Linked DNA regions of Mus musculus: all the other regions are linked to region 1. Evidence: chromatin contacts called from public promoter capture Hi-C data. All regions are on one chromosome and are shown on one strand. Each heading gives the region's core, a stretch centred on a gene start, on an enhancer-like site or on the middle of the called end of the contact. The rest is flanking DNA. Distances are from core to core; before and after follow the strand shown.

Evidence for each region. Promoter capture Hi-C pulls out the DNA fragments that hold promoters and counts their contacts.
Region 2: a promoter capture Hi-C map of second pharyngeal arch cranial neural crest shows a contact between it and region 1. The contact joins the promoter of Isoc2b here to the promoter of Rps5 in region 1. A contact is called at or near these places in 5 of 39 promoter capture datasets (cranial neural crest, frontonasal cranial neural crest, maxillary cranial neural crest and 2 more).
Region 3: a promoter capture Hi-C map of pre-B cells shows a contact between it and region 1. The contact joins the promoter of Zfp628 here to the promoter of Rps5 in region 1. A contact is called at or near these places in 4 of 39 promoter capture datasets (cranial neural crest, maxillary cranial neural crest, pre-B cells and 1 more).
Region 4: a contact with region 1 is called in a promoter capture Hi-C map of second pharyngeal arch cranial neural crest. The contact joins the promoter of Ccdc106 here to the promoter of Rps5 in region 1. A contact is called at or near these places in 6 of 39 promoter capture datasets (cranial neural crest, frontonasal cranial neural crest, liver and 3 more) and 1 of 484 Hi-C or Micro-C datasets (rod photoreceptor).
Region 5: a contact with region 1 is called in a promoter capture Hi-C map of second pharyngeal arch cranial neural crest. The contact joins the promoter of Epn1 here to the promoter of Rps5 in region 1. A contact is called at or near these places in 6 of 39 promoter capture datasets (cranial neural crest, frontonasal cranial neural crest, liver and 3 more).
Region 6: a contact with region 1 is called in a promoter capture Hi-C map of second pharyngeal arch cranial neural crest. The contact joins the promoter of Tomm40 here to the promoter of Rps5 in region 1. A contact is called at or near these places in 5 of 39 promoter capture datasets (cranial neural crest, embryonic stem cells, maxillary cranial neural crest and 2 more).
Region 7: a contact with region 1 is called in a promoter capture Hi-C map of pre-B cells. The contact joins the promoter of Zfp787 here to the promoter of Rps5 in region 1. A contact is called at or near these places in 6 of 39 promoter capture datasets (cranial neural crest, frontonasal cranial neural crest, liver and 3 more).

Annotation. Positions count from the first base shown.
Region 1 is chr7:12,920,951-12,923,719 of GRCm38.p6, forward strand. Rps5 (ribosomal protein S5) reads left to right here and starts at 1,361. Exons shown (of 6, transcript NM_009095.2): 1 at 1,361-1,438; 2 at 2,023-2,131. The coding sequence starts at 2,024.
Region 2 is chr7:4,864,772-4,867,540 of GRCm38.p6, forward strand. It overlaps Isoc2b (isochorismatase domain containing 2b), which reads right to left and starts at 1,408. Exons shown (of 6, transcript NM_026158.2): 1 at 1,290-1,408.
Region 3 is chr7:4,913,823-4,916,591 of GRCm38.p6, forward strand. It overlaps Zfp628 (zinc finger protein 628), which reads left to right and starts at 1,395. Exons shown (of 3, transcript NM_170759.2): 1 at 1,395-1,583.
Region 4 is chr7:5,055,334-5,058,102 of GRCm38.p6, forward strand. It overlaps Ccdc106 (coiled-coil domain containing 106), which reads left to right and starts at 1,393. Exons shown (of 5, transcript NM_146178.2): 1 at 1,393-2,326; 2 at 2,466-2,570; 3 at 2,659-2,769. The coding sequence starts at 2,296. It overlaps Gm15510 (predicted gene 15510), which reads right to left and starts at 1,783. Exons shown (of 4, transcript NR_166619.1): 1 at 1,420-1,783.
Region 5 is chr7:5,078,910-5,081,678 of GRCm38.p6, forward strand. Epn1 (epsin 1) reads left to right here and starts at 1,326. Exons shown (of 12, transcript NM_010147.4): 1 at 1,326-1,568. U2af2 (U2 small nuclear ribonucleoprotein auxiliary factor (U2AF) 2) reads left to right here. Exons shown (of 12, transcript NM_133671.3): 12 at 273-1,036. The coding sequence ends at 407.
Region 6 is chr7:19,714,102-19,716,870 of GRCm38.p6, forward strand. Tomm40 (translocase of outer mitochondrial membrane 40) reads right to left here and starts at 1,328. Exons shown (of 10, transcript NM_016871.2): 1 at 1,257-1,328; 2 at 880-1,158; 3 at 192-259. The coding sequence starts at 1,153. Nectin2 (nectin cell adhesion molecule 2) reads right to left here. Exons shown (of 9, transcript NM_008990.3): 9 at 2,543-2,769. Gm38955 (a long non-coding RNA gene) reads left to right here and starts at 1,363. Exons shown (of 2, transcript XR_881874.2): 1 at 1,363-1,888.
Region 7 is chr7:6,154,522-6,157,290 of GRCm38.p6, forward strand. Zfp787 (zinc finger protein 787) reads right to left here and starts at 1,444. Exons shown (of 3, transcript NM_001013012.2): 1 at 1,324-1,444. It overlaps Gm36371 (a long non-coding RNA gene), which reads left to right and starts at 2,698. Exons shown (of 2, transcript XR_391130.2): 1 at 2,698-2,769.

The DNA of each region.
Region 1 (2,769 bases), core at 111-2,610:
TCCCTCCCTCTTTCCTCTTCTCTCCTCTCCCCTCCCTTCTCTCCTTATGTTTGTTGACACCTTTCCTCTCTTCTCTTCTCTCTCTCTCCCTCCCTCCCTCTTTCCTCTTCTCTCCTCTCCCTTCCCTTCTCTCCTTATGTTTGTTGACACCTTTCCTCTCTTCTCTCTTCTCTTCTCTCTCCCTCCCTCCCTCCCTCTTTCCTCTTCTCTCCTCTCCCTTCCCTTCTCTCCTTATGTTTGTTGACACCTTTCCTCTCTTCTCTCTTCTCTTCTCTCTCCCTCCCTCCCTCCCTCTTTCCTCTTCTCTCCTCTCCCCTCCCTTCTCTCCTTATGTTTGTTGACACCTTTCCTCTCTTCTCTCTCTTCTCTTCTCTCTCCCTCCCTCCCTCTTTCCTCTTCTCTCCCTCCTCTCCTTATGTTTGCTGACACCTTTCCTCTCTTCTCTCTCTTCTCTTCTCTCTCCCTCCCTCCCTCCCTCCCTCCCTCTTTCCTCTTCTCTCCTCTCCCCTCCCTCCTCTCCTTATGTTTCATCCCAGCAGTTGGGAGGAGCAGAGGCAGATGAATCAGCCTGGTCTAAAGAGCGAGTTCCTGGACAGCCGGTGCTACAAGGAGAAACCCTGTCTCCAAAACAAACAAACAAACAAACCCACCCCTGGGGGTGAACCTGCTGGCAAGGTCTCTCCCTTATTAGTACCAAATCACTGGGATCTCAGATAAGTAAGTCACCTAGGAGATCCCCGGGCTGCCAACCCCTCCAGGACTCCCCTCTATGTATCCCTCCCCGGGGAGGTTCACGAATGGCGGTCGGAATCTACTGTCCGCGATTGAACCTGAGGAAAAAAAGCCCAGACAAGCGTGGCCAGAGTGATTAAAAAGGAAGTGATCCCATACCGGAAGCCTGGGACCCGCCGAGCATGGCTTGCGGGAGGGGAGAGGGTGGGGCCCGTGCTTGTGAACCCGGATCGGTGGTAACCACAGGACCCGACTCCATTATTTTGGTGAGAAAATGTGAGCCGAGCTGGTTGCCCTAGCTAAGAATCCACCGTCCATGGTTCCTGGGTTTTGCAGCCTAATTACGGAGAGCGTGGACTGGACGTCAGCACTACTTAGATATGGCGGCGTCGGTCTCACCAAAGTTTCTGCGCATGTGCGCCGACTCAGAAGCCTAGCTAGTACTTCAGAGGTCCGCCAGAAGACGGGCGTGGCGCTGTTTCTAAAAGTGCGCATGCTTTACCCGGCTCAAAGGGCGCCTCTCATCCTAGCGCTTGATTGGTTGGTGAGCACGCTGTTTTCATCTGCGCGTGCGTCTCTACCTCTGACCCGGAAGTTTTCGCTTTGCATAAAAGCGCTAGTCCGCTGCGCGCGGCCTCTTCCTGTCTGTATCAGGGCGGCGCGTGGTCCACGCCGAGCGACTGAGAAGCCCAGTCTGCGCCCTCAGGTGAGGCTGCGGAGGGACACGGAGTTCAGAAGAGGTGACCATGAGTGTTCTAAGGCACATCTGGGGGGCCGGAGGCCGAACCTGAAGCCTGGGCGTGACCGCTTGGATCTCACCGTTTCTCTGCGAAAAAGGGTGCCTAGGGAAACTCGGCACGGGCCGAGTTAGTCTTCGCCTCTTGTTTGCACTGTTTTGACTTCATACTTTGCACACACGGGACTCCAGGGAAATCACTTGGGTCATATACCATAAACATAAATCTAGGTTTGCTTAGTTTTGTGATGACTCTTTTGCTCAGTACACGTTCTAAGTGCACAACGGAAATCTGATGGGAGCTGATGAGTATACGGCTTCATGAACCATCATACTGTGGTCCATGTACCAGCTGATTAGCGGGGTGACTGCCGAGTTACTTTAGAATCCTGAGTGGTTTTCCTGGGTTTGGAGAGCTGTTCAAAGCTTTCTGGGTCTCCCCTTCATGTCCCAGTTTGCCACAAAGTGAGAGTTCGTCTGAAGAGTTTGGGGTCAGAGTGACTGCTCCAGCATGTCTAGGCAGTAACGGTTTCTTGCCATTCTCCTGTCCCCAGGATGACTGAGTGGGAAGCAGCCACACCAGCGGTGGCAGAGACCCCTGACATCAAGCTCTTTGGGAAATGGAGCACTGATGACGTGCAGATCAACGATATTTCTCTGCAGGTAAAAGGAACTTAATGATTGTTCTTTGTGATGATTTTTTTAATTGAGACCAGGTGTGGATGAGCTTCTAGTTCAGAAAAGGGCATAAAACAACCAGTGGATGTACAAGACAGGTAGAAGAGCAATAACTGGACAGCTACACCCACGCCTAATACAAACTGGCACTAAAAGATGTTAGAGTGTGGTTTTTATCCCGTATTTTTCTAATCGTGTGTCTCTTGAGACAGAGTCAGGGTCTTGCTGTGTAGCCCTTGCTGGCTGCCTGGAGCTCTTTGAGATCTTGCCTCTGTCTCCCATGTGCCACTACACCTGACTTGATGTCCCCTTTCGTTTGTATATTCAGTTAGTGGGTATCAATTGAAAAGATGGCTTTAGTCAACTGAACCATGTTGGCACCCTTGTCAAAAGCAGTTGGTAAGCTGCTATCAGCCTACAGCAAGAGGAATTTGAGTATGAGACCAGTTGGTGCTATGAATGTTCCCTGCTGCCCTCCCCTGAAAAATGTCAGTTGGCTATGGGTACTGTTATGGCTAAGTTAGTATGGGAGCTATTTGCTTTGCCCTCATAACCCATTTTGAGGTAATCTCATATAGCTGAGACTGGCCTGAAACCCTGTCTAGTGGAAAAAGCTAATATCT
Region 2 (2,769 bases), core at 158-2,657, 8.1 Mb before region 1:
TTTGTAGCCAAAAACAACTGCAAGGGAGGTCTCCAACACAGACATTTAAAAAACAAAACAAAACAAAAACAAAAAAAAACCAAACAAAAACCCACAAACAAACAAACCTGCAAGGGAGGTCTCCAACACAGATAAAAAGTGCGCCAGTGAAATGAAAAGCGCAAGAACGGTATGGCAAACTCCCATCTGTGCTCCCTGAATGGCAAATGTAGATTTTTTTTTCCTTAAAAATTTCTATTTATTTATTTAGTTTCTATATGGGAGAGGGTATCCATGCCATGGGGCATATGTGGAGGTCAGAGACAAGCGAAGGAGTCATTTCTCTCTGGATCCCAAATGTGTGTGTTGATCAGATTTACTTTTAATTTTAAAAAAATATTTATTTATCTATTCCCTGTATATGAGTGCTCTGTCTACATGTATGCCTGCATGCCAGAAGAGGGCAGCAGATCCCATTACAGATGGTTGTGAGCCATTCTGGAAGAGGAGCCACTGCTCGTAACTGCTGAGCCATCTCTCCAGCCCGGACTGGGTTTATTATATGAGTGTTTGACCTGAGACTGCATAGCCACATGCATGTAGTGTCTGTGGAGGCTGGAAGAGGTAGTCGGGTCCCCTGAAACTAGATTTAAAGACGGTTGTAAACCACCGTCTGGGTGCTGAGTACCAAACCCAGGTCCTCTACAAGAGAAACCAGAGTTCTTAGCCACTGAGCCATGTCTACTCGCCCCCCCTTCTCTATTCCCCTCATAGGTTTTTAAGGCTTATGTCCCAAGGGCTGGGTTCTTGGCTTGGGAACCCATTTTTGGGAGGCACAGTGTGAAGGAAATGAGCAAGGGGGCTGGATGGAGTTCAGTGGTAGAGAGCACTTGATTTGCCTGGCTTTCATGACAGCCAGGCTCAGTTCGCCAGATTTGATCGAGATGGACTGGGGACACAGATGGGAGAGGATCCACGATGCTTTAGGGAGAGCGATACAGAGGAGCACGTAATTGTGAGAGAAGCGGGGACCACAACTCCTGGAACCAGGAATTTCAGGCTGTGTGACCCTGGGTGAGTTTCCCTTCCTCTCTGGGTCTCTTTTTTTCTCCAGGGTTAGCTCACTGGCGGGGTTGATGCAAAATTTGTCTCTAGAGAGGGTTGGGGACTCTCCCCGCGGGTCTATCCTGAGACCAAATGGAATGCCATTCCAACCCCCGAACCCGACACCCTGCAAAGCTTCCGTTTCCCGGTCTGAATGACGGGATGGTGGGTTTGCAAACAGCCAGCAAGTAACGAACCGGACTTACTCGAAGGTCCCAGGTTCGAGTTCGGGCCCCTTTTCCAAGAAGTCCCGTGACCTTTTCCCCGCTGGATTCCCACTGACCCCGTACTGGGCCTCCTTTTTGCCCTTTGTAGACACGTAGTCAGAGCCGCGGGTCTACACCCCCGCGCCGAGCCAACCAATCGGCGTTCGCCTCACTCTGTTCTACTCCATCCTGTTAATTCGATTGGTCTGAAGAAACTGGAGCAGGCGGAGAGACAGAGGGTAGGACCAATGAAAATCCACGGAGGGAGGGCCTTGGCTGAGAGCTCGGCTTCTAACCCGGAAGGAGGGTGAAGAACGACCAGAGAGCTAGAGGCTCAATCTTGGCTAGTGTAGGGTTCATGGCACCATCCACTCCATCCGGGGCGACCGGGGAGAGGTGATGCTTTCTGTAACCTAGCTCTAGGAAGGCTGAAGCACGAGTATCGCCAGTTCGAGACTAGCCGGGACTGCGTGGTGAGACCCTGTCAACCAAAACAACAGCCGGGCATGGTGGCGCAAATGTTTAGTTCCAGTAATCATCATAAACCGATGATTTAGTTAATGGTTTAGTTCCAGTACTCAGGAGGCAGAGGCAGGCATAATTCTGACTCTACAACGCGAATTCCAGAATAGCCAGTACAACACGGAAGTAAGTCCTGTCTCGAAAACCCGAAAGTCAAACTAAGAAAACAAAAGAACAAGCCTCGTAAGACATTTTCCCCCACTGCTTGCCAGTTAGCTTTTTCTCCAGGAATTCAGGACTTGTCTCCTTGGGTGGTCTATATAGAAAACTGACTCTGTACTTAGAAGTGGGGGTTAAGAGAGAGAGGATTACTTCATCCAGATATATAAACCTGGTATGGTGGCTCAGGGCCGGTAATCCCAGCGTTCTAGAAGCTGAGGCCTTGAGTTCAATGAATAAGAAAACAAAAGCTGATTACGGTGGCTTAATACCCATGACCCCAAGTACTCAGAAGTGGAGACAGGAGGATTTCTTCACCTTGAAGTTATGAGAAAAGGGCTAGGCATGGTGGCTAACGAGGACTGTAAACCCAGCACTTGGGAGGCTGAGTGTGGGTGAGGATCTTTTGGGGGAGAGATATATATATACACAGAGTTCCAGGTTAGCCTGGGCCACAGAGTGTGACACTGTCGAACAAAGAAAAAGAAATAAGGCTGGAACTGTAGCTCAGGTGGCAGAGTCCTTGCCTGGCATGAATAAAGCCTTCGCTTTAGTGCCCAGCACTGTATGCATGGGGGTGGGGTGAGGGTGGGAGAGATGGGGGATGGGATGGGACTGGGAAGGCAACCGGCAGAGGTTCAAAGTTGGTCTCCCCAGAACAGTGAACTCAAGTGCATCCTGAAACTGAGCCTCAAAAACAAAATGAGCTGAACAAAGATTAAAAACAACAAGCCAGACAGTGGTGGAGGCTCACAGTCGCCTGTAATTCTACTTCCAGGGGCTCAGACACCTTCTTCTG
Region 3 (2,769 bases), core at 145-2,644, 8.0 Mb before region 1:
GTTGTAAATGTAATTGCTATTTTCCAGATGTAATTGCCATCTCTGATGTCTACTGTTGAATAAACTCACCCTTTCTAGCTCTTTCTGAATTCTGGCTGGCTGGTTCAACTCAGCTTCTCTGGCCTAAACACCTCTCCAAAGTGACTGATTCTCTCAGCTTCTGACTGAATTGCTCTGCTTGACCTCAAACTAACTCTAGAAATCTGTTCTAATTTGGCTTCTTTTTATTCTCTGGCTCATTGTGTCTTCACCTGCAACTTGTCTCTATAAAACCATCTCTATGAAAACTACCTCTGAACTCCTCTGCATAGCCTCTCAACTCACTGATTCAACTGAACTGGTTGCCTAGAACTCAGAGATCTACATGCCTCTATCTCCTGAGTGCTGGGATTAAAGGCATGCACCACCAAACCTGGTCCTAAGCTTTTCCTTACCTGAAACTTGCTCTATTCCAGGCTGGCCTTGGACTCAAAGAGATCTGCTTGCCTCTGTCTCCTGGAATTAAAGGTGTGTACTAAGGTCATATCTGTGTTCCAGCCACAATAGCCATGTTGCTGGATTAAGACTCCTCTATGGCTTCACTGGGCAGCGAGCATCAGTACCATCAGTCTGAGCCATCTCACCAGCCCTCTAAGTTAGGGCTGGGGTGATAGCTTTGTAGTTAAGAACAACTGCTAGTTTTACAGAGGACTGGGCTTCGGTTCCTTGGGACCACACCAGACAGTTCACAACTGCCCTGTAACTCTAGCTCCAAAGGATCTGACACTCTGTTTTGGCTTCCTCAGGCACCAGGCACACATGGGGTGCACAGACATGCATGTGGGAACTCACATATACAGAGAAGGTAAAAATAAATAGATCTTAAGAAAAAGGCAGCCGGGCAGTGGTGGCGCACACCTTTAATCCCAGCACTTGGGAGGCAGAGGCAGGAGGATTTCTGAATTCGAGTCCAGCCTGGTCTACAGAGTTCCAGGACTGTCTCGGAAAAAAAAAAAAAAATTCAAGGCCAGCCCGTGCTACATGAGCCTACAAGAGCCCATTGTCTCAAAAAGTAAAAAACAAAAACAAAAAACAATTAAGACAACAAAAATAATCTATCCGAAAGTCTCAGCACAGGCTCAGAAAGCAAGCTTGGCCCCAGATACCAGCAGGCAGGGGAAAAAAAGCAGGCTTGTAGGGGCAACTCAGACTCCCGAGACCCAGGCCATCCCAGGCCATGCAGGAAGGTTGAGTGCCTCAGTTTCCTTCCCAGCACGAGGGAACAGGGTCTGCGTGTACACCACGGGCCTGAGGCTTGGACCCCCGGGATTCTGCATCTGGCGAACCCCAGCAGTGGGTGGGGCCGGGCCGGGCTTGGCGCGTTGCGTCATGACGCACGAAGGCGGCGGCGGCGGGGTTTGTGTGCGCGAGAGGCCGCCGATAAAGGTTGAGTGCCTCGCGCCGGGGGCCGTGGGGAGGGAGCGCGCCCCCGCCCCCTCCCGGGCCGCGGGTCCCGCAGCGCTGTGCCGGGCCCCGCTTCCCGTCAGCCCCCGCGGGAAGGCCCTGGGGTTCTCCTTGATCCCCCTCCCCGACCGGGGCCACAGGTGAGAGACCGGAGGGCGCGGTGGGGGAAGGGCCGGAGGGCGGAGTCGTTTGGAGAACGGCGAGCGGGAAACCGGAAGGGGTACCTTAAAGGGAAGGTCGCTATTTCGCCTCCGATATTTAATCTGTTAGGCCGGCTCCGCCCTCTTAAAGGGGTAAGGACAGTGTGTTTAGCTGCATTTTTGCAAAGCTTCCTGCCCTTTCCCTTCTCCCCTTTCTCCTAAAAGGGGGTTATTTCCTTAAAAGCGGGTGATAGTTTCCCAAACATTGAAGGAAAAGTTTCATAATTCTGCTGGTCCCTAGACTATCTGAACAAAGAGATCTTTTTTCCCTCCCAGATAAAACCTCATGTAGCTTAGGATGCCGTCAGACTCACTGTATAGCTGACAATGACCTTAAATTTACGATCCTGCTGCCTTCATCTGCGCGCTGGGATTACAGGCCTGCCTGTGCCACCACGCCCAGTTCTATGGTGTACTGTGACAAGAACCCAGAGCTTTGTGCATGCCAGTCATTAACCCTTAATAACCGAGCTACATCCCAAACCCCAAGAGCTTCCTCGTAAAGCCCAGACGCTTAAAGGGCACTCTCACTGCTAAGATGGGTCCCTGTTCCGTTGGGCCTCTTGTGTTAAAAGATATGGCCTCAGAGGCACAGACAGTTTCTGAACCTCATTTGTCACCTACACGCCAAAAGGAACAACAGCCCTTTAAAAAAACAATCCTTCATAGCCTATTGCCCTTTGAAAAAGAAATCCTTTATAACCTGTCAAAAGGGGGTGCCTCCCTCTCTTCACTCAGACTGTCTTTACTGAGCATGCTCTCTCCTGATGTTTTGGTGGGTGATGGATGCATCAGAGAACGATCGATCGAACGAAGCAGAGGTTCTCTGTTTGGATGATGTGAACATTGACAGAGTAGAACAAGCAGTAAGAGACTTATATGTTGATGGGACTGTCCTGGGGTACTGTCACTGCAGTACTGACTTCAGGATTTACTAGGGAAGGGTCAAGCTGGCACTGTGTTTTGTTACCAGTGGCATCCATCCTATTGAGTCAGGAATCCTGATGAACACCCATCCATTTATTAGACAGCCCCTCTGACAAAGAATGACCTGTCTCCAAATCTCTGTGCTGGTGAGGTTGAGAAGTCCTGGCTAGGGTGGTGGTGATGCACGCCTTTGAGCCCA
Region 4 (2,769 bases), core at 143-2,642, 7.9 Mb before region 1:
TATTGAACACTCAATGCACACCACACCCCATTCTCAATCCTTACTTACATTTTGGGAGACATTTTAGTTTATGCTATCTGGAACAAAGACCTTGACTGGGTAATGGGAAAGTCTGCCGTTTTCCTCTGGGAGTTAGGCCTACTTCAGTTTCCCCAAACCTGCCATTTATTTATTTATTTATTTAGATAAGGTTGTAATGTAGTTCAGGGTGACATTGGATTTATGATCTTGCCTCCACTTCCAGAATACTGAAACTCTGGGCTTTGTGCATGCTAGGCACCTTACACACTGCGCAACATTCCTAGCATCTTTGGGAAAAAGGTTCTGAACACTACCCCTTCCCCACCCAAACTACAATCCACATTAATATACTTAAAAAAATAGCATCTTAGAGCATAAGCACAGCTTTATACAGTTCACCTGGCTTTATACAATTCTCTGTGGTTTGAAATACTGATCTAGGGCAGGTGGTTCCCCCTGGACTTGCTGACCCAGGATGCAGTTTATTTGTAAAAATGAACTGCTTAGTCTTGGTTGACACATTCAGTCTTCCTCTGCAAGGATGGTTTAAGTCATGCCTCTTAGGGCTTCAGAACCCCAAAGAGGATGCTGCTTGTGAACCGGAGAGGCAGTGTAGGTCTAATAAACATGTCTTCGCTGCTCCTTTCCTCTGATTGTGTGTGTGTATGTGCCCTATGCAGATAGCCTCTTTACACGACTTCTTTTGGGGCGGAAGGGAGAGGGGGAGTGTCTTAAAGGCTGTGCATCTACACCGACTGACTTCAAATAATATCAACAGCGCTTGGATCTTAAGCTCCAAGAGTGGTCCGGTTCTGGGCTGAGCCTTTGGTATGTCACACAACTACATCCTCTCAAAGGCTTTTAAGAGTAACTTCCCACTGAACAGGTGAGTAAACTGAGGCCATGGAGGAATGAGGAGCAAGGACTGGAGTGTAGCTGTTCCACAGGTGGCTCCAGTGTGGGCTATTCCTGACCCACACTTTGCGGAGAAGTAACCACCACACAACCCATTCTCACATCCTGGTCCTCTTATTCCTTTAATCCTTTTCGTGGATGGGGGTGGGTGGAGGTTATGGTAGGTTGGAGCGGCTAAGACTAAAGGTATGCATGTATTAATCAGCTACTTAGGGATCATTAAAGGAGACTCAAATTTCACTTCAATTTTCCTTACTGCCTCATACCTTCTGACTTTTCTCGGCCCACTGGTCACATAGCCACTCACCCGGAGGACCCCCGGAACCGCATCAGCTGTGCAGGATGAGAATTTCATGAGGATCCCTGCCTAGGCTTTGGGAAAGGAGGGGGGGGGGGTTGTGTGTGGGGTGGGGGTTGGAGGGGTGTTGCAAGGGGCTATCGCGCAAGTGCGGTCCCGACCTCCGCGCAAACGGCGGGCCTCACCTGGGCTCCAGGAAGAGGCGCCCCAGGCTCGGCAGGCCTGATTCGGTTAGTGCCCACGTCTCCGCGCTCCGCCATCCAGTTCTCCCCCTCCTCTGCCGCTACGCCCGCTTACTGGTGGGTGGGCGCTTCTCTCCGCGACACTTTGCAGACGCTCCCCTGCGCTGGGCATGGGCGCCGCCACTGCCGTCGGTCCCGGGGCTGGAGTCCGTGCGCGGGTGGGTGAGAGCGGGGCCTCGGCCCCTTGTACCCTGAGCACCCAAAGGCGGGGAACGGTGCCCACGGTCGACACCCCCATGCCGGTTGCCCATTCTGGGACCCTTCGCCACGGTCGCCCCCTCCCACTTGTGGGACAAAGGGTGGGGGCGCATCCCCACGCGTGACCTCCCACGCACTGCGCACGCGCCCAGCTCCCACTTCGGGGAGGGGCTTTACTCGCCCACGCGAGTGCGGGAGGAATGGGCGGCTGGGACAGGGGAACGCTTGCAGGATGGACCCCCTACCCCAAGAATGGAAGTTAGGGGTGGTTGTTTCTCCATTTATGGCATTGGGTTCGGAGATGGGCCATGATGAAGGGCTTTCTCATTCAGGCCAGGTCTCCCTGTGGTGTTGACCCCACGAGGAACCAAAGAATTTAAGGGCCGAGCCCCTTCACAACCAAGATTCCTCTCGCTGAGCCCCCTCGCTCTGGGTACATACTTTGGAAGCCTCTGACTCTGTCCAGAAGTATGGGTCCTTTCCTCCCTCAGACTGGTGATCCTTCCTTACTCCGGAGGGACAGGTATTCCACCTCTCCAGGGACTGCCGACTTTTGGTGACCTGCTTCTGTCCAGTGCCCCCAAGGGCTCAGTTGCTGGGTCTGCAGGAAGCCTCCTCGATATGAATGACAGAAACAACCGTTGGCGGACAAGTGAGGCACCTGGGGACCCTTTCTTTTCCCATCCTTGGTCTGACATTCTGGTTCCCTCTGTCCATGGGACAGCAATGGTTGGGGGTGGTCTATAAGGTTCAGGCCACTTCTGGGGTGACCTCTGCTGACCTCTCTGCAGTGAAGGACGAAGAGACCTTTGAGATCTCCATTCCCTTTGAAGAGGCACCCCACTTAGACTCACAAATCTTATACCGTCTGAGTCCGTCTCGGAGAAATGTTGAGGGTGAGCTGAGAAAGGGCATTGGAGGGACTGGAGTCAGGTGGGGTACTGCCTCACCCTGGGGCATGACCTCCGTCCCTGCTGTTCTTAGAGCCTCCAGAGGGCGCCTCCCCAACCCTGGCCCTGATGAGCAGTGTTAAGGCCCAGCTGCACATGGCACTGGAGAGGAACTCGTGGTTGCAGAAGCGCATTGAGGACCTGG
Region 5 (2,769 bases), core at 76-2,575, 7.8 Mb before region 1:
TCTCCTCTGGGGTCTTGCCTCTGGCCACTGCCCCGTGTACTTAAGTGACTCAGGCCTGCCTGGTTTTCTTCATTTCTGTGATGTCTCGCTTCTGTGCCTTGTTCTTGGGTACTGGAGAACGTTTGGGTAAACACCCTCATACTGAACTGAAGTCCTCTGTGCAGTGTGGTGAGGTGTTCTCTCATTTCCTGTGCTGATTCTGTACTTTAAATGAATGCTGAGTAGATGCTAGGAGCCAACCTTGTTCACAGATATGCCTCTTGTTCCTACAGATCTTCGTGGAGTTCACCTCTGTGTTTGACTGCCAGAAAGCCATGCAGGGTCTAACCGGTCGCAAGTTCGCCAACAGAGTGGTGGTCACAAAATACTGTGACCCTGATTCTTACCACCGTCGGGACTTCTGGTAGAGGTGGCTGGGGGAGGGTGGGGGCAGGGCTGGCTGGGGACTTTCCCCCCACCTGTCCCCTCCTCCTTTCCCCCCTCTTGAAGAAGATGGGCAGAGGAGTGACAGCCGAATGACAGCCGGCAGCAACTGGAATGGCAGCAATTAAGGGGGGTGGGGGGTGGGGGGCTAGGGCAGGAAGGGGACTGGGCAAGTGCACACAGGCCCACACAGACACATGCACCCACACAGACACAGAGGGAACGGGCTGGGATGGGGACTGTGTGCACAGCAGGGCGGGTAGGACCTCCACAGCCCCTTCCCAAACAGCCTCTTATCCCTTACACCCCTTTCCTCCTCTCTTCCCCCATGGTAGGAACATAGCGTGTTTATATTTTATGGCCAAACTATTTTGAATTTTGTTGTCTGGCCCTCAGTGCCCTGCCCTCTCCCTTTGCAGGACCACAGCTCCCGTCCTTTGGCTTCTGGTCCTTCCTGTTCTCCACCCTGGTTTCTTAAGTAGTTGGTTCTTCTCCTTAGTCTTCCTGACTCAACCCGTGGTCTCTGTCCCGCTCCCCCTCTCTGTGGCAGTTTCATATTTGCTAATACGAATTTGCTCATTAAACATTTTGTTGTATTTTACTTTATGGATCCTCATCTGTGTCCAGTGTGTCCGCCCGTCTCTTTCGGCCGAGGGTGTGGAGGGTGGCACCCAGGGAAGGAGGCAGGCCTGAGGGTCCCGCGAGGGTAGCCACAGTGGAGGCTTCAAGGCTTGGACCTTTACGCGTCTCCACTGCTGCGTAGATGCGGAAGTGACGCAAGGGCATAAGGACGCGCAGTCCCGTGCGCCGGAAATGGTGCCGGGGTGGGTTTGGTCGCGGAAGTGGAGGCTGCCGGGCGAAGTGCAGAGGGCGGGGCACGTGAGTTCATTTCCGCTTCCGGTCCGCTGCCACCTTCGGTTGCTTCCCGTCCGCTCGGCGGCTCCCCTCCCCCGCCCGGCTCTCTGCGCCCCTCCCGGGCGCCGGGGCGGCGGGGCCGTCGCTGTGCGGCCCTCCGTGCGTCTGTGCGTGCGCACGTGCGCACTTCTGCTTCCCGCAGCTCGGCGCGCGCCCCGCGACACCGAGGCCGAGCGGGGGCAGGGGGCTGACCGTCATGACCCCTGGAAGCCCGGTATAAGCGGGCCGAGGTGAGCGAGGGGCGCAATGCTGGCCTCCGTCGCGGCAAGTCCGGTGTTCCGGCCTGGGCCGTGGCGCGCGCGGGTCCAGCCAGCCTCGGAGCCGGTGTTCCAGCCGCTGATGGCTTGTGGCTGCTTTTGTACCGCTGTGCCCGGGTCGGGTTTGCCTGCCGGTGTGTGTCTTTTTTTGGGATTGTCAGTGTCCCCGTCTCGCGTGGCCCTGCTGTCTGTGTTGCTCTGCTTCTGTGTTTCTGTGTTTGTACAAAAGGGCTTGGAGATCCGAGTGCTGTTTGTGTCTTGGATTGCTCCGTGTTCCTGTCAGGATGCATGCAATGCTTGTATTTTCTGGGTTTCTGTGTCTTCATTTCCCCAGACTGGTCTCCCTCTTGGTGCATTATTTCTCTCCGGGTCATTGCTGTCGTCCCCAGGCCCAAAATTCCTTTCTAGGAACCCACTGCTTTTGCTTAGGATGTGCTTCCCAGGTTTCTGAGTCTCTGGTGTTCTGACAAGAGCTCTGGCTGTGGATTCCAAAGCCCCCGCTGCTTGCCTTGGTCTTCAGTTTTCCTAGTCTTCTAAACGGAAGCATTCATAATTCCTGCACCACAGGGTCTCTGCGCATTGGAGTGGTCCTGGTAAAGTGCCTTACAGTGTCTGGCCTGGAGTTAAGCATGTGATTATTAGTAGCTCTAGTTACTAGAGATTTTGTCTCGCTTAGTATTTGATACCAGGTTTTTGAGTCCCCCTTGGGGACTCACTATATTGTTTGTACTGTTTAATAAGAAATTCTAAATTAACTGTGGAAAATGGCCCCATTTTCAGCAGCATTTGTGAGATTTAGTATGTTTTTTTTGAACATGCTTGAAGTAGGTAGTTGGTGTTAGGATAGTGCGTCTTTAGATGCCACCCTTTTGGAAATGTTTTTTCTGATAATAATAGCAGCCAGGAGTACCGAGCGCCTACTATCTGTGGGGCACAGAACCAAGTTCTTTATGTACCCGTCTTATTTAATCAGCAAGCTTGCCGGGCAGCACCCCTCCCTTTGTTACACAGTTAGGTGAACTGAGTCACAGGGTTGTTTTGCTGGTTGCTTATGTGGCCGGGATTTGAGTGCAAATTTTGTGTTCTTTTAAGTTATATCTCTTCCCACCCCCCCCCAGCCCTGGGTGTCATGTGTGTGTTTTGTTTCAGGGTCCCTGTCTTTCTGTCCTCCCTG
Region 6 (2,769 bases), core at 78-2,577, 6.8 Mb after region 1:
TTGATGCATGCTGGTCTGGTCTTGGGAGTACGATCTTCCCACCTCTGCCCTGGCCAGTGGTGCCATTGGAGTGCTATCTGAATCTTGCTACCTACCAAAAACCCCAAGCCTTTAAGAGTGAGGGGATCTGTATGCATGGAGGAGTATCGCTGTTGTGACCTCTGGAGGGTCAAGGCACCAGAAAGGCTCACCTGGAAACGGTTGCTCAACCCTTTGTTGACTGTAAGTTTGACACCTTCCATCTGAACTGGAAACAGCTCTGCAGAAGAGAGATGCTGTCATACCCCAGATTCTTCTCCCATCCCAAGCTCTCTTCACAAACTCTTATCTCACTAATTCCACCACTAGAGGAACCTTGGCCCTTTGCACATTTTAAACCCAGTGCAGTCACCTCAACTTAGGAAATTCACTCTCCTGCCTAACTTCTCATGCTTACAGTTCTCACCACACAGAACTGTCCTCAGTATTTAGTAAGTTAACACACTTAACTATCGAGAGTAAGAATGTCCTCCCTCTTATGATCAAATTGTCAAAAGATCCTAGGCTAGGATCCTTGGGTCGAACCCCTCACAGGAACATTGGGGAAAACCTCTTGACACCGTGACCTTGGACTATAATTCCCTTCCTGATCACACTCCTGAATCTTGGTGGGGTTGGTCCCCTGGCTCTCAGTACCCTAAGACTTCTCCCTCCTGCTGTGGCATTCTTCCCCAACGAGTTCATCATCTGATCGCAGTTTCGAGCCCCAAGTTCAAGGTCCCACCCTTCCAATCCATCATCAGCTTCCAACGTTCTGTTTAATGATTGCAACGATGTGCGCCAATCCTCCGGGGGGTCCCTTCCCTTTCCCTGGGGCTACTCGGGCCTGGCGCCCCTCACCCTTGCACTTCCGGTGGCACTCCTCGAACGTCCCCGGGTTGGGCAGGCATCCGCAGCTCCCATCTTCCGAGGCCGCCGCAGCGCCGCTGGCCGCAGCCCCGGGAGTCCGTTCCGAACCACGGCCAGTGCTTGACCCAGTGCCCAGGCCGCCGCCGAGCGGCGGCAGAGTGAAGCCTGGCGGCGAAGGAGGCGGCGGCGGGAGCCCCACGAGGGACGGCGTAGGAGGCGGCGGTGGCCCTGCGGGCGGAGAGCTGGCAGCCAACACGTTCCCCATGGTATCTGCGAGGGGAAAGGTCAGAGGGCAGGGATCGGGGCGACACGCACACCCCCGGATGCAACCCCAGGCCCTTCCCACCCAAAGCGGACTCGGCTCTCACTGGCGGCCGCGGCGGCTCCTCTTCCCGGCCTGGGCTCCGCTCCTACCCCGTGCGCTAAGCGCAACCGAACCCGCTGCCGCCGCCGCCACCGCTGTTTTCCCGCCCCATGGATTCTATTGGTTCGGTGTCCTCCGAGATCCGCCCACCGCCCTAGAAGAAAGACATTCTATTGGAGAATTAGCAGGAAGTTCCACCCTTCTGTTGAAGCCCTACTCCTATTGGTTCCTAGTCGAAATCAGTCAGTGCAGCTTCCTCTACCTTCCTATTGGCTCGTGTATCCCAAGTTCATTGGTTCGCGACGCCGCGGGGCTGGAGCTAGTTCGCTATTTGTCGATAGCACACGCATTGACACGCCTACCTGCTCATTGCCCCGCCCTCCTTTTGGAGGCGCGGAGACCCGCCCCAGAAAATGCCTTGACTATTGGTGGACCTTGGCTCAACTCACATTCTAATTGGCTACAGTATGTCTAATGGGCCGGCCATGGTGACGTGCGTGCTAGGTCTCTCATTGGCCAATGCGCCAGGGTCAGGGGACATCAGTAGAGGTGCGTTGCGCTGCAGACGCTGCTAGGCAGCAAGGTCAGGTCTCGCGTCCCGACAGGCACCGCGGTGGAGAGGCAGGGTCCCCGACGGTAAAGCCGGAAGTGCTGCCCCTTCCCACAGTGCCTCGGGAAGGTTTCAAACCAGTTCTGGGATAACCTGCCGGCCTCTGCCTACCCACAATGCCGCTTTCTCCCTTAACGCCGCAGCTGCCTTGACCCCCCCACCCCCTTTTATTTTTTTACCCATCATGCCGTCTGCTCCTTGCGTCACTGTAGCTTCTATCTTTGGCCCATTCATTCCTTTCCCATTACCCAGCATTCATTCCCCCATTCATTGAGCTTCAATCCCTTGGCTCGGTTTAGCTCGTGTCTGCCTGTTCACGTTTCCCATCCTTCCGGCCTTTCTCTAATGAACTATCTTGGAATCTTTTACCTTCTGGCGACTACCCACTACGCCTACAGCCCTCGTTTCTTACTTTGCTTCTGGCTCATTCGTTTAGCTCCATTACCCATCACGCCTTGGGGGCTTCATTGAAAATAGTATTTGCCTCATGATCTTAGACACTTCTTGCATGCCTACCGTTTTTTCTTTTGGTTGATGCGGTTTTGCTTATGACTCATTAATTTCTGGGGCATTTTTTTTTGACTTTTTGGGGAGGGAGGGGAGTCCATTCTCTGTTGACTTACAGATCACGGATGCCTTTCAAGCTTCAGGCCTCATTGTACCCCACTCACTTCACATCTCACAGAAAACACAAGACTTTATCAAAGTAGAAACTCATATTATGTAGGAAATGCTTACAAAATAAAATTCCCAACCCAGATGCCCAGATTCTCCATCACACACACATACACACACCATCCCCTAAAGAGGGATATGTAGTTCTCATCTCACTGGGTAGGGGTTAAAAGAATTCAGTAGTCCTCAGGATAAGAGCAGAGTCTCCCAAACTTGGGGTGGCAAGGCACAC
Region 7 (2,769 bases), core at 194-2,693, 6.8 Mb before region 1:
GCTTCAGAGCTCGTGGGCAATATTCCCAGTAGCTGCAAATCATTCTTGAATTTCACCATGGGCCAAGCCTGAGGATATACCCTTCTCTGCTCAGATGGAGAACACATGAGATAAACCAAGTCAGAATCTAATGTGAAAGTTCTCTGGGCCATGGCAGCACAGCACTCAGTGACTCCAGAGAAGCAGGAGGGGAAAGTTACCTGCACTTGACCCAAGAGGCTTAAAGCTTTCCCCAGAGCAGAGGCCAGATCTCAGCTAGATTCTCAACAACGCCAAACATGGAGCCTGAATCAGAAATTAAGGGGTTGGGGGAACCCATCAGGTCTGCGTTTTTAATAACGACCTGGGCAATAACGCCTAAGGTCGTCCTGGGTCAGGTCTCAGCTCCTGCTTTCCAACCCCAGTTCATGTTCATTTTCCTATCCTGGTGTTAAGACAGGTGTCAGTTCACTCCCCACTCACTTCTTCGTCTGTGGATCACTTTTCCGACTGACCTTTTGTAAGTGCTGGGGCACACATTCCCGGGGCTTGGGGGTCACCCTATGACCTAACTCTTGTACAGATTGGAGGTGGAGGCGGGAGGTCTGCTAAGGGGCGGGGCTCCGCGCTGGACCCAGCCCTGTGTCCGCCCAGGGGAGGAAGGCAACAGTCCAGGCGGCCCAGGACGACCCACACGGTGCTGACCTTGGCCTGGCGCTTCCCCTCCCAGGACGTGTTTCCTGCCGCCGGTCAGCACGCGCGGGGGAAATAGATGAATGAGCCTCCCGCCACCTGCATCCCGTAATTACTCGCTGGATCAAAGGCCAGCGCATGGCCCCCGAGGCAGCAACGGGCCAGGCGACTCGATTTGAGGAAGGAGAGGACTTGGGAGAACTTGGGCCGAGACTGACCATGGGCCGCCGTTTCCGGTCAGCCCAATCCAGGCGGCGGGGTCTCTCCCCACATCAAGCCTCGCCCCCGCAACAAGTCCCTGGCACTTCCGGCCATGACCGGCTGCAAGTCCAGTCCGGGTGGCCCGGACCCCACCGGTTGGATAACCCAGGTGCCTGCCGGCCCAGCACTGCCGCCGGAGTAGCGCACGCGCATTGTCCCAGGCCGCGGCGCCAATCTCTCCCGCGCGCGCGCGCGAACTCCCCGGCCGCGCGCCCGCTCACGCCCACCCCCCCCACACACACCCCTAACACGACACGCACGCGCACTAGTCCGCTCTGCCGCGCTCGCCCTCCCGCCTCCCCACCCACCCCCGTCCGAAGCCCAGCTTCCCGACGCGCTCTCATCCCAGCCACTCGGCGCACGCCCCCCTGAGCCCGCGGCCGCCCTCACCTCCGCGGCCCCGGGGCCGTCACGCCGCACTCTTCCTCTCGCCTGCCTCGCGGATGGTGGCAGCGGCGGCAGCGGCGACTCAGACCCTGGGGTCAGGGGGACGGGCGCCCAGGCCGGAAGTGACCTTCCCGGCCGCTTCCGCTCGCGCCTCTCCCTCTCCTCCCCCTCCCAGGCCGCCACCGCTACCTCGCCACTCTAGGCAGAGGAGCTCCAGGACCCCTGACCGCTACCCCCTCCGGCTCTATGGTACGGAAAGGCGCCTCGGGACGCTACTTCCGGAATTATCTAGGACCCAGGTCCTCCGTTTTGCTCTATGGCGCCTCGCTCCGAGGGGCTCGGGCCCCGCCCCCTCCCCGGACAGAAGGCTGGGCTCGACCCGTTAGGCGCACACTTCCGGGTGTCGGGGCGGCCCCCAACCCAGCCTCGTCGCTCGCGCCTGCGCGGTGAGCTGCCCGCGGCGACGCTCCCACTACTCCAGTCCTCCTGTCGTCTCTATCATCGTAACCCCTTCCGCCCCGGGGCGCTTCCAGGCCAACGCCGGTCTCAAGAAAAAATTCGGTTCACGAGATCTGGAGTTTTTCCCCAAAATGTTTCCGCTCGAGCCTCCGGTGCGGGTTGCATTTTGGGACGACCTCATCTTGAAATCGGCCTGTTTTGCAGAGAACCAGAGGTCACATTACCTTACTAAGTGACATAGCAAGAATGACCTCGAACCTTCAGAGTAGGGCTCCAAATTAAGTGTTTATGACTTATTACTCTCCTAGAAGAAAGGTCCATCACAGTTTGGAGGATGCTGATGATGAAGAAAAGGAATGAAAGGACCCTCTACAGATATCTGCTTCCAAGGCACAATTTGAAACTTGAAAGTCAATGTCAGCTTCTCTGAGACAAATGGTATCATCATCACGTAACTACCTTTACAAAAGCAGGCGTCAGGTGCTGCTGACACTTGGACTAAGTAAGGGATGGACTTTTTAAACAAACTCCTCCTGCACCAGAGAAAATCCTGGGCAGCCTAAAGAAGCAAAGCCCACAGGCAAAACGATACATGACACCTGAGGACAAGCTAAGAAAATGGAAAGCATAGCCATCTCCTTAGCAAGGTGCTCCAGAAGTCTTTGCTCAGCAGACTGTTAAGGATGTGTAGAGAGTTAGAAAATTCAAGAGGAGGCCTATGCTGAGCCCTGTAATGGAAAATGTCCAAACTGCCTGTAATTCATGTTCAAGCGCTGGACTTCCGTGGTTAGATTAAAGATAAACCAGCCAGGACCTTTCAACGGGTGATAAAGATCACAGGCTGCTTGTAACTGATCAAAAGGCTAAAGGCGAACCCACAGCAGGGGTATTAAAATGGCCCCAAAGGTAAAGAGTAAACGGAGGACAGTAAAAAAAAAAAAAAAAAAAAAAATTAACTATCCCTTCCTGGCTCAAAGCTAACAAAACTAA